Regions from separate parts of the Mus musculus genome. Here regions 1 and 3 are each linked to region 2. Evidence: chromatin contacts called from public HiChIP or PLAC-seq and Micro-C data. All regions are on one chromosome and are shown on one strand. Each heading gives the region's core, a stretch centred on a gene start, on an enhancer-like site or on the middle of the called end of the contact. The rest is flanking DNA. Distances are from core to core; before and after follow the strand shown.

Region 1 (3,778 bases), core at 275-2,774, 300 kb before region 2:
ATCAGTAATATAGTGGTCATTATGGCAAACGTTCTAGGATTTTGCAGTGGAGAAATTGTAGGAGAAATGCCAAGACTGGCATGAAGTTGGGTTTGGGGAACAAAACCTAAGGACATACCAAAATCTCAATAATCAAGACAGTATGTTAGGACAGGGGAAGAGTCTCAAACTGGTAAAATCCCAGAGGCCACGGGTTTGATCCCTTGCACTAAATAAACTGGACATAGCTCTGCATGCCTATAAAAGGCCTGATGTTTTAAATAATACTACCTATCTGTCTGTGTGTCTGTCTCTCTATAGCTTTTTGAGGCAGACTCTCTCTATGCAGCCCTGGCTGTCTTTCTGCACTGAAACTCAATAGGCCAGCCGTTTTCATTCGCACTCACAGAGCTCTGCCTGCCTCTGCCTCCAGAGCGCTGCTTTAACAGTCTGCACCACCATAGCCAGTTCTTTTATAAAACAAACAAACAAACGCCCAAAGAGTGCTGCCTCCTGAGCATCCAGGCCCGGGGCTCTCTGCTCAGCTCTATGTTCTCTTTTTTAAATTTCACCATGATAACACAAATTGTTTCGCCCAACAGAAAGATCTCTTTGGGGGCCAGTGAAATGGCTCAGTGGTTAAAGGCGCTTGCCACCAAGCCTGACAGCCTGAGTTTGATCCCTGGAACCCACAGGTAAAAGGGGATAGCCAACTCCCACAACACGTCCTCTGACCACTGTGACATGCACTTGTGCATCCCTGCCCCAGTAAGAGGGCAGGGGGGCGGGGCAGGGGCAGCGGCAGGGGAGAACGATCTTAGAAATGACAATGGTTTTAGTGCTGGGGGTTGAAACCAGGGTTGTGTTCATGCAGAACACACAAGGCCACCACAGAGGTCACCCATGAAGAATGTTGTTTTGGTTTTTTGAGACAGGATTTCTGTATGTAGCCCTGGCTATCCTGGAACTCATTGTGTAGACCGGGCTGGCCTTAAACAAACAGGGATTCGGCTGCCTTTGCCTCCCAAAGTGCTAGAATTAAAGGCAGGAGGCACTCTGCCCTGCTCAGAGAAAGGACAGTTTGTTTTTTTGTTTTGGTTTTTTTGTTGTTGTTTTTTGTTTTGTTTTGTTTTTTTTGTTTTTTGAGACAGTGTTTCTCTGCATAGCCCTGGCTGTCCTGGAACTCACTCTGTAGACCAGGCTGGCCTCGAACTCAGAAATCCGCCTGCCTCTGCCTCCCAAGTGGTGGGATTAAAGGCGTGCGCCACCACGCCCTTCAAGAAAGGACAGTTTTATCACTAACCTCATTTAGAATTGCGGGAATGTGGAGACAATAAAAGGCGTACCCATTGTCATTACAATGTCTTAAAAGTCTTACAGAGAATGCATGGCTCAGTGCTTGAACAGAGCTAACAGGCCACCACCCTCAGTAGATTCTGCCCTAGGCCACCAGTTTCCAAGCTCTGACTAAGGTGAGCCCAGAGGTACCTCCCAAAGCTAACTTTCCAGTTCTGACACCACAAGGGCTGGTAGCAAGTCAGCGGCTGATGTAGGTCTTAGTTTCTTCAGAAACAAATCCATAAGCCACACCTGCCCCTTCCAGGCAGGGGAATGAAGACAGTGCCCAGAGATCCGCTGCACACATGGCGGGCCGCCACAGTGCCACAAAGGGATAGAGGTGAAAGGAAATAAAACTGTAATTCATGTAATGTATGTCAAATAGCCCAAAGAGTTGTTTGTGAGCTTTGAAACCTGGGGCTGAGAACATAGCAGAACAGACCAGGACATGCCCGGGCAGGCCCATCGCCTCCGTATCTCCCACCCCTCTGACCTAAGTTAAATGTTACAGGCTGCTGATGTTTAAATGGACCAATCATGTGAAACTGCGCCAATTCCTCCCCCAGCCCCACTCCTTTTCTATAAAAACCCCTAGCTTCCAAGCCTCGTGGTCGAATCCACTGTCTCCTGTGTGAGATACGTTTCGATCCGGAGCTCCGCCATTAAAATACCTCTTGTTGTTACATCAAGGTGTTGTGTTCTATTCGTGATTCTTGGGTGCACGCCGAATCGGGAGTTGAGTGGGGGTTTCCCCACTGAGTTCTTTCATTGGCAACCCTATCACTCTCTACAGACTAGATGTGATGGCTTGTCCCTATAATTCCATCACTTGAGACATCGAGGCAACAGGACTCTGGCTGGTTTGAAGCCACTCTGGTCTACATAGTAAGTTCTAGACTAGCCTGGGTTAGAGAGTAAGATACTGTCTCAAAAACATCAACAACAAACCCACAAAAGGGTGATGAGTTCTGTCGTCCCCACAAAGCGGCTCCTGAGTCCACATTCTGGGATAAGGGAAGGGGATCTGGGTGGATCCTATTAGCTCAGATCCTATTGGCTGGTCACAATGATGGGATGCTGAGCTGCTATTGGGTGGCACCTGGTGGGTGGAACATTTCCCTTCCTCAGGGTTGGGGCTCCAGAGAAGCAGCCTGAAAGGAAATATTCCACTTGGACAGGCCTGACCTGCTTGTTTGACTCTCTGTCTCCTCTAAGAATGTAAGTTCCTAGAGCCCGCCACACACTGTTTCCCAAGAGACTGATCGTAAATATTTCAGACTTCGCAGGCCATATGGTCTCTGTTGCAACTACTTAACGTAGTGAGAAGGAAGCACAGAGGAGCCACAAACGGAGCATGGCTGTGTTCCAATAAAACTTTATTTACGCGTGTTCAAATCTGAATTTTGTACAAATGTCATGCATCGTCACTTTTTTTTTCTTCACTTAAAATTATTTCAAAATGTAAAAAAACCATCAGACTCAGTGGCCTACACCTGTACTCTCAGCGCTCAGGAAGCAGAGGCAGGTGGATGTCTGTGATGAGGCTTGCCTGCTCTAGAGAGCCAGTGCTTACCTAGGTAACAAATGCAAAGACTGAGGCTGAGAGAGGTTATCTTGAATACTCAGGGTCACTTGGCTAAGAGAGATGAGCTAAGAGCTCAGGTGTGCAGCGCTGGACCCCAAGCAAGATCTGTGGCCTGTGGCATTATCTGCGTACCCATGCATACAGCAGGAAACAGGAGGCTGCAGCTTTTGTGTTTGATTTTATTGGTTTTATTTAGCATTTATTTATTTAGCTGGTCTCTCTGTAACAACCCTGGCTGGCCTGGCCGACCAGGCTGGTGGTTTTATTTACTTTTAAGATAAGCGTCTCAATGTGGGCTGGAACTCAGAGCCCTGTCTCAGCCTAAGGTGCCGATCCAGGAATGTCACCTGTCCCCTCCTGGAGCTTACTTCTCATGGGGAGGGCAGACAGATGAGCATGCAGTTGGATTGCTAGCGAGCCTGCAGCCACAGCATTTGGGCTACAGTTACTGTGCCACGTCATTACAGCGGAGATTCGAGATGCTGATGAAGTGAAGGCATGAACCCCCCAGAGCTGGGGAAAGAATGTTCCAGACAGAGGGCACAGCAAGGGTAGCACGGGAGAGAGCTCACCAGGCATGTGCAGTGAGCGGCAAGGATGATGGCAGCAGGAGGGCAGAGAGCCAAGACAAGTGGCACCGGGAAGATGCAGAGGGAGTATTCATCCTTCCTGCGGGGCTCTGCAGGCAAAAGCCTGGGTTTTGTTTGACACGTCCTGGAGGAGGTGCAAGTGGGGTGTGACCCTGGCCCTACAGGAGAGGCACTTCTCTCCCCCCAGCTGCTCCCTCCTCCCTCTCTCCCCAACACTGGGGTGCTTTGAGATTACAGATGTTGTTTTTCAGGTTTCCAGTCCAGCTACAATACCCGCTGTCTGGCT
Region 2 (3,861 bases), core at 683-3,182:
AGCCCAGGCCAGGCTGAGAGCCAAGGAAGGCCCTTCAAGGCTGAGGAGAATTCTCCCAACGGAAAGGGAGGAGACAATGCTTACTGTGCCAAACAGTTTGTCAGTCTGGAGAGGAAAGAGTTTGGACTGAGGACCCCGACTCTTCTGTGGACACCCGGCTGGGCCACGGGGTGCGGAGAGTTTAGGATCTTTCCTCATCCCATAGAACCCAGCTCAAACCCCAAAACAGGGAGGGGGTTGCTGAGGATATATTCAGTCGGTAGAGTTCTTGGAAACCCTGGGTATAACCCCGGCACCGCTGCTAAAGCAAACATGGTGGCAGTCCATATATAGACCAGACTGGGCTAGAACTCAGAGAGATACTTGCTTCTGCCTGTTAAGTGTTAGGATTACAGATGTGCACCTGTCTATACAGGACTGGGGAGCAAACTCCATACACACTAGCAGGGACTCTACCAACCAAGACACACTCCCAGCCTCTGCTTTTCCCCAGGGTGGGGGTAACATGTTTCCCTTGTGGCAAAGCCAGTCACCAACTGGCATGTCCCCTGTGTGAGTTTAAATGCTCAGACTCTAGCCGTACACTACCGTGGTCTTCCCTAACTTGATGTTTTACTGTAGTTCTGTGCCTGTGCCATGAGTTAGGCAAAGCACGCAAGATCTCAGGACAGAAATCCCATCTGCTTCCTGGGAGAACCTGTAAAATTAGCCAGGACCCTGAAGTCTCTCAAGAGCCCCTACTCCGTGGCCCAAGCACATTCCAGCCTGTTCAGGGTTCTGGCCTACAACACCTCTCCCGGAGGCAAGGCGAGTGCTCAGACACTGTGAGGAGACAGGCAAGGTTGTGCAATAGTCCTGCTTCAAGGGTTAGACTGGCTGGGTCCTAGGAAGAAACTTCTTTAGAAGGAACCACGGAGTCCCATCTAAACTTGAAGAATGTGGTGGGGCACATAAGCAGGAACACACCCTCAGTGCCCATTCTTATCATGGGCCTTGAAAATAGGGCCCAACCAATCAGGGATGGAAGATTGGGAACAAAGTGATCTCCATCTCCAAGGAGACTTCTCTCAGGGGTCAGAGGCAGAGTCTTGAAGGGACTTGAGAACCTCTGGGAGCCAAGTGAGGGATCATACTGGGCTGGAATCACACACTGCGCCATAAAACAAAATGGAATGTGCCATTCCCAGCTCCTTTCCCTCAGCCCTGTCTTCCTCCCCAGGTTGATAGCGTCCCCCCTGGGGGACCAAACTGGACTGAGCACCCAGGTGGCCTGCTTCCCAGCCTCTGACAGAGGTAATCTGAGTCAGGCAGGGGAGTGGGACAGTCAAAGAGTTAGGCCCCCACCCTCTGGGAACCCTGCCGATACATGACGACAGGCAGCTTGGAAGGGACGGGTGACCCGATGTGGAGAACCAGAGAGTAAAGTCTCAGACAAGTGTCAACAGGCCACCAACTTGAAAGGGAAAATTGTGCTGTAAGGGGGAAGGTGTCCAACAAACATATTGGGTGACTAATTACAAAGGCTGGGCTGGAGCGTCAGAGGCCGCTCGTTAAACACTTCATTAAGTGGCACCCTGAGATGCCACCTGCGCATCTGGGGTGTTCATAGGGCATCTTGAGGGAGAACAAGGACCAAGGGATGGAGCTATCTTCAGGCCGGCTCAGCTAATGGCCCCCAAAGAGAGCCAAGAGGAAGAGGGGACACGGAGGGGGAGGGGTTTAAGGGAGCTGGCAGCTTGTGACCTCAAACTGGTTTGGTTCACCCCTGAGACTTGATAGTTCTACCTCTACAGTCCTACAGAGCCAATTCGGGGGTTGGGGGTAGTTGCATCAGATCATGGATGCGCAAGTTTGGGGGAAACTGTACAGCCCTACCTATACATGAGTTCTCACCTGAACTGTCCCAGCTCCCTGGGCTCTGCCTGGGCTAAAGCAGCTCGGTGGCTGAAGCCTGGAAGATCACCCTGAAAGACAATCTGATTTGGTAATCCAAGACGCTCCTGCAATGCAGCCAGCCCTGAACTGCAGGGGGCAGTCTGGAGCCGAAAGGTGCCTTTGCAGGTGGGACCTGCGGCCAGGTTTCTCCTGCTGACTGTCCTGGTGACTCACAGCCCCCTCCCGTCCCAGCCCTTTTACCTTAAAGGTAGAGCCGGAAAGGGTGTGGCGAAGACTAGGAGGAGGCAGGGCCCAGGCCCGCTCAGACCACGCCCAACTCTTCTCAGGGCCATGCCACCCCAGCCAAAAGGCAGAGCCAGAGCAAGGGAGCCGCAGAACCCAGCGTTACTCTCGAGACAGCCAGTTCGCCCGTCTGTCTGTCCATCCTCGCAGTCATGGAGAGAGCCAGTCTGATCCAGAAGGCCAAGTTGGCTGAACAGGCCGAACGGTATGAAGACATGGCAGCTTTCATGAAGAGCGCCGTGGAAAAGGGCGAGGAGCTCTCCTGCGAGGAGCGAAACCTGCTTTCCGTAGCTTACAAGAACGTGGTGGGCGGCCAGAGAGCGGCCTGGAGGGTCCTGTCCAGCATCGAGCAGAAGAGCAACGAGGAGGGGTCAGAAGAGAAGGGCCCCGAGGTGAAAGAGTACCGGGAGAAGGTAGAGACCGAGCTCAGAGGTGTGTGCGACACCGTACTCGGCCTGCTGGACTCGCACCTCATCAAAGGGGCTGGAGATGCAGAGAGCCGCGTCTTCTACCTGAAGATGAAGGGTGACTACTACCGCTACCTAGCCGAGGTGGCCACTGGCGATGACAAGAAGCGCATCATCGATTCTGCCCGGTCAGCCTACCAGGAGGCCATGGACATCAGCAAGAAGGAGATGCCGCCTACCAACCCCATCCGCCTGGGCCTGGCCCTGAACTTTTCAGTCTTCCACTACGAGATAGCCAACAGCCCCGAGGAGGCCATCTCGCTGGCCAAGACCACCTTCGACGAGGCCATGGCCGACCTGCACACCCTCAGTGAGGACTCCTACAAGGACAGCACCCTCATCATGCAGCTCCTGAGAGACAACCTGACGCTGTGGACAGCCGACAGTGCTGGGGAAGAGGGTGGTGAGGCTCCGGAGGAGCCCCAGAGCTGAAGCAGCCGACAACCACCCCGGCTCGCCTTGCCCTCCAGTCCCCAGCCTGCAGAGAGGACTAAAACGGAGTGGGACTCTGCCCTTCCCAAACCCTGAATGTTCAGCCACACCTTGGAAGGCTCCTTTGAAGGGGGCGCAGCCAAGCTGAAGCCACCAGGGCAGGGAATCTCACTCTTCGTGTAGCTGTCTGGTGGGTGTTCCCAACCCATCCCACCCCTGCTCTCTGCACCCCCTCCCCACTTCCTCCCCCTGAGCCTCCCTCGGGCACCTGTTGCTTCTGGATCCGAATAATCCAGGAGGCTCCCCACCCTGTGGCTGAGAACTGGACTGTGGCAAGGGCTGTGTGTGTGAGAGAGAGGGAAACTCTGTGTGTGTGTGTGTGAGAGAGAGAGAGAGAGTGAATGAGAGGGAACACGTTTGCTGGGTGTGACCATGCTACCACTCAATAAAGTTGCCCTGTGACACTCGGTCTTCTTCAGTTATTGGCCATGGGTTGAGAGTAGAATTAGAAATGAGTTAAGAGAACCGGACTCTGAAACTCTGAGCTAGGTCTGTCCCTTGGGGCTGTCTGGGTGACCTGGAAGTGAGACGAGCCTTTGGGTCGGTGTCGGTGACCTGGAAATTTTGGGTAGGGTGACTTCAGGTGAGAGGCCACCAGGAAGTCCCCGCAGCGCTTCGGCTCAGGCCAGGTGAGCACAGAGGCAGGTCAGGAGAGCAGAGGAGAGTGGGGGCTGTAGGCGGGAAAGCCGCGAAGTCAGGGAAGTTTGGGCACAGTGGCCTTAAG
Region 3 (3,697 bases), core at 1,000-3,499, 480 kb before region 2:
GATTAATATAGATAGGGTATTTTAGTTATGATCTAGTAAGAGAAGAACCTAGCTATATGGCCACGGTATTTGTAAATATATCTTGAGTCTGAGTCTTATTTCTGGAAGCATGGGGCTGAGAGGAAGAATCGGACCTAAGATCAACACCCTGGGGAGCAATACAATATAATTAATAATATAATTATAATTTTGAAACACTTAGTATGCAGATGTGGGGTGCTAATTACCATCTCCTATAAAGGGAACTGGAGTTCCTTAGGAAATTCTTGATTCTAGATTTGGGCAAGACACATACATAATTGTTTTAGGGGAGGGGGCATCATGTTGTGCCCCTGAAACAAGGATGTTCCCCAGACTACGGGGCCATGTCAAAAGGACTAAGAGACTGTGCTCCAAAGGTGGAGCGATCTGAGCATGCCCAGGAAGAGTGACTACACGGATTGAACATACCAGGCACACAACGGTCTCTGTTGCTAGTTCAGATCTCCACAGTGAGGCCCTGTCTCACAAACACTTTGTATTTAAATAGTATTATTGGGCATAGTAACACACCCAAGGAGACGAAGGTAGGTGGATCTCCACGGGATCAAAGCCAGCCTGGTCTACATGGTGAGATGCTATCTCAAAAAATTTTGCTTTCCTGGTACAGGCTCAGCAGTTCAAAGTGCATACTGCCCTTACCGAGGGCCCATGTTCAGTTCCCAGGACCCGTCTCAGGCAGCTTACAACCAACCACCTGTAAACCCTATTCCAGGAGATCTGATGTCCTTATATCTCCACAGATACCCATGGACACATATGCATATAAATAAATGTTTTAATTAAAGAAGAAGGAATAAATTTGGTAATTACCCTCTGGTAAAAGGAAAGGCAAGACTCATGGGTCTCACACCTATGCAATAGCAAGTTTATGTCATCATTACACAGACTTGCCAACAAAAATCAGACAACTTATCCCTCAATTTAGCTGCCAGTTGTGGAAAAAGAGAGAGATAGAGAGAGAAAGAGAGAGAGAGAAGATGGGAAGCATATGAGTAAGATGGTTACGTTCCTTCAAACAAACATATAGTAGCAAACAAGGAGGGGAGGAAGATTCGTGGACAGAACGGGGTCAAGTCAAGCAAGGCCATTTGTGACCTTCACTGGGTCCCGAGAGCAGCAGCTAATCCGCTGGACATGGACAGGGTCTATGTATGTAACTATGCCACTGACCTGTGCCTATGTGGGTGTGGAGAGCCTTTCTATGGCTCCCCCTCCCCCCCTCCAAACATCCCCAAAGCTTTCCTGTAACACAGGCACCTGCTCTAAAAGTTCGAAACAGGGTTTCTTTCTGTGTGGCCCTGGCTGTCTGGGAACTCATTTTGTAGACTAGGCTAGCCTTAGACTCACAGAGAACCACCTGCCACTGCCTCCCGAGTGCTGGGATTAAATGTGTGCCACCACTGCCTGGCTACTCTTTAGATTTAAACAAAACAACTTATTTTATTTGTATGAGTGTCTAGCCTGTATGGACGTATGGCCAATGCAGTGGTAAGAAGGTAAACTGCTCCTGTAGACTTCTAGGGAGTAGCTAGACTTCTAGGGAGTAGCTAGACTTCTAGGGAGTAGCTGGAACTAGAATTAGGATGGCTGTGAGCTGCCTGACCTGACTCCTTTCTCCCCTTGCCTCTCCCAGCACTCTGGGCTCTACCCAATCCACCTGCTCACCTGCCACCGTGGACCCGGCATGACTGGGGATGGAAGGAAGCAGGCAGAGAGGCTTGGTCATCCTCAAAGGAAATGTGGTCGCCCAGAAAGTTGGGGCCTGAGAAAAGCTGAATCTGGAAGACAGAGAGGTGACGAGGTTAGAGTGAAAAAAGAGGCGAGGGGCAAGGGTAAAGGCCAAGGGAAGTTTTGACACGAAGGCTGTGAAGAGCCTACCAGATCTCCGTGCAGCCGCCTCCTTACCTTCGTGACAAAGTGAAGATCGCTCTCCCCCACCTGAAGGAAGAGATCAGCGCTGTGACTGAAGGAGGAGGCCAGCCTCTACCCGCAGCCACTGAGATTCAAAACCATTGTGGCTATCCCTCAGTCCAGCATCGACAGGCTCCGCCCCTATTGAGACCCCGCCCCTAAGATGTTACTGCTCATAGCCCCGCCCCCTTACGGGGCACTGAGCCCCAGTTCCCGCCCTCAATATCCTGCCCACCCTCCTGCCTCCGTCCCTCCTGGCCAAGACCTTCCTCTTCCTGCCTTAACTAAGCAGCCAGGGCGAGCCACCTGGCCCCGCCCAACGGCCCGCCCCCGGTCACGCCCATCGCTCAGATACACACCTGCACAACTGGCTGAAGGGAGCCAAGGGCGCAATTGCCGGAGCCCCAGTCGTCGCAGTTACGGTACACGCCCTTCTCCAGGATGAACTGTTCGCCGGAGAAGCCAACCCGCTCATAGGCCACCCACCTGCGGGGAGGGCGTGGGATGGGTCGGCGAGGGCGGGGTCCGCAATGCTCCTGGGCCCGCCCTGCGCCTGGGGCGGGGATTACTCACACGCCGCTGAGCACGTGGATGGCTTGCGTGCTGGGTCCGTGCTGGGCTAGCTCCACATCCGGCAGTGCAGAACTCACCTCCACTCTGTGTCCCTGGAAGTCCATGTCCTCAAACAGCACCACGGCCGGGTCTCCAAAGTCCTGGGGCCCCCCGAGACAGTCAGGTTTCTCCCAGACAACGATGCAAACCCGTAGGAGTGCCCAGATCTCAGGGAAACCACCCACCCCGGGATTAGGTGTGAGGCATATGCTGGGGAAAAGCCACAGGAGGGAGGCTAGCTCTTGGGGGGCATTCTGCCGGGGAGAACAGACTGAGGGGTGCAAATTCTTCTCTCAAATTGTGCTGTGGACGTTGGGGTGTGGCCAAGCAGCCCAATTGCCTCTGCTCACCGTCCGGATGACCCGCAGGGAGGTCAGCAGCTCATCGTAGCCTCCCCAGTTTGACCAGTCAGCATATTCGCCCTCTTCTAGTAGGTACTGGTGACCCCGGAAGCCCTCCTTCTCATAGCCTACCCAGCTAGGGGAAGGGGAAAGATAGGCCAAGACACCGGTGAATCTACCAGACAGCCCCAGTCACTCTCCACCCACCAAGGGTAAAAACATGCAGGGACAGGGCAGATAGAAGAAATCTCTTCAATCCTCACCAGCCCCCAAGGATTCGCAGGGACCCCACGGAGGTCAGCTGGGGACTCTGGCTGTCCTCAGGCTGCTGAAGGTTGTAGATGTCTCTGCTTACTTCCCAGCTCTGCCCCTGAAAACCTGGTGCCTCATACACCACAGCCTGGATGAAAGGGGAGCCCCGGTGATAAAAGGTGAATCTGGCTTTCTAGGAATGGCTGTACACAACACCAACCTGGAGCCCCCATCCTCCCTGTGAGCATTGCTGCCTGTGTGCTCCGACCTCTAGCCAGATTCACACACCAAAGCCATAAACTGATGAGCCCACCTAGACTCCTGTGCCCTCAGCCCCTCAAGGCCCGGATCTCCTGTCCTGGTCACAGTGACAACCACTCAGACACACCAAATACCCTTAGATCTGGTCTGTCCCCCTTACCTTGGGTTCCCCTGGCTTCTCCACGCTTGGGCAGCCCTGCAAAAGAGACATGGCTGAAAGGCTAGTCCAGAGGTGGCTAAAGACAAATTAAGACCTGGGAAATCTAGATTTTCCTTGA

The links. Hi-C and Micro-C count contacts between places; a contact is called where the count stands out from the background. HiChIP or PLAC-seq counts read pairs in DNA pulled down with a chosen protein or histone mark.
Region 1: a contact with region 2 is called in an H3K27ac HiChIP or PLAC-seq map of embryonic stem cells, with 2.5 times the contacts expected there. The contact joins the enhancer-like site here to the promoter of Sfn in region 2. A contact is called at or near these places in 1 of 39 promoter capture datasets (the C10 cell line), 2 of 15 datasets of contacts at CTCF or cohesin (embryonic stem cells and large pre-B cells), 12 of 484 Hi-C or Micro-C datasets (CD4 T cells, CD8 T cells, bone marrow and 9 more), 21 of 115 datasets of contacts at active chromatin or transcription factors (acute myeloid leukemia, astrocytes, bone marrow-derived macrophages and 10 more) and 3 of 9 other capture datasets (adipose tissue, liver and pancreatic islet).
Region 3: a contact with region 2 is called in a Micro-C map of the G1E-ER4 cell line, with 2.6 times the contacts expected there. The contact joins the enhancer-like site here to the promoter of Sfn in region 2. A contact is called at or near these places in 3 of 39 promoter capture datasets (cranial neural crest, frontonasal cranial neural crest and maxillary cranial neural crest), 3 of 484 Hi-C or Micro-C datasets (the G1E-ER4 cell line, embryonic stem cells and palatal mesenchyme) and 6 of 115 datasets of contacts at active chromatin or transcription factors (bone marrow-derived dendritic cells, bone marrow-derived macrophages, embryonic forebrain and 3 more).

What each region holds. Positions count from the first base shown.
Region 1 is chr4:133,898,182-133,901,959 of GRCm38.p6, reverse strand. No RefSeq gene overlaps it. Among named protein-coding and RNA genes, the nearest start is that of Rps6ka1, 12 kb to the right of the region's middle. Within about 2 kb of position 1,524, at least 37 of the 459 cell types and tissues checked have an H3K27ac peak or open chromatin away from gene starts, as enhancers often do. A contact at or near this core is called in acute myeloid leukemia, embryonic stem cells and hematopoietic stem and progenitor cells, where this site is marked.
Region 2 is chr4:133,600,239-133,604,099 of GRCm38.p6, reverse strand. It overlaps Sfn (stratifin), which reads left to right and starts at 1,932. Exons shown (of 1, transcript NM_018754.2): 1 at 1,932-3,544. The coding sequence starts at 2,331. The coding sequence ends at 3,077.
Region 3 is chr4:134,080,698-134,084,394 of GRCm38.p6, reverse strand. It overlaps Crybg2 (crystallin beta-gamma domain containing 2), which reads right to left. Exons shown (of 20, transcript NM_001162970.1): 8 at 3,580-3,615; 9 at 3,170-3,306; 10 at 2,916-3,042; 11 at 2,527-2,666; 12 at 2,313-2,439; 13 at 1,948-1,980; 14 at 1,708-1,820. Among named protein-coding and RNA genes, the nearest start is that of Cd52, 13 kb to the left of the region's middle. Within about 2 kb of position 2,249, at least 220 of the 459 cell types and tissues checked have an H3K27ac peak or open chromatin away from gene starts, as enhancers often do. A contact at or near this core is called in the G1E-ER4 cell line, bone marrow-derived macrophages, embryonic stem cells and 1 more, where this site is marked.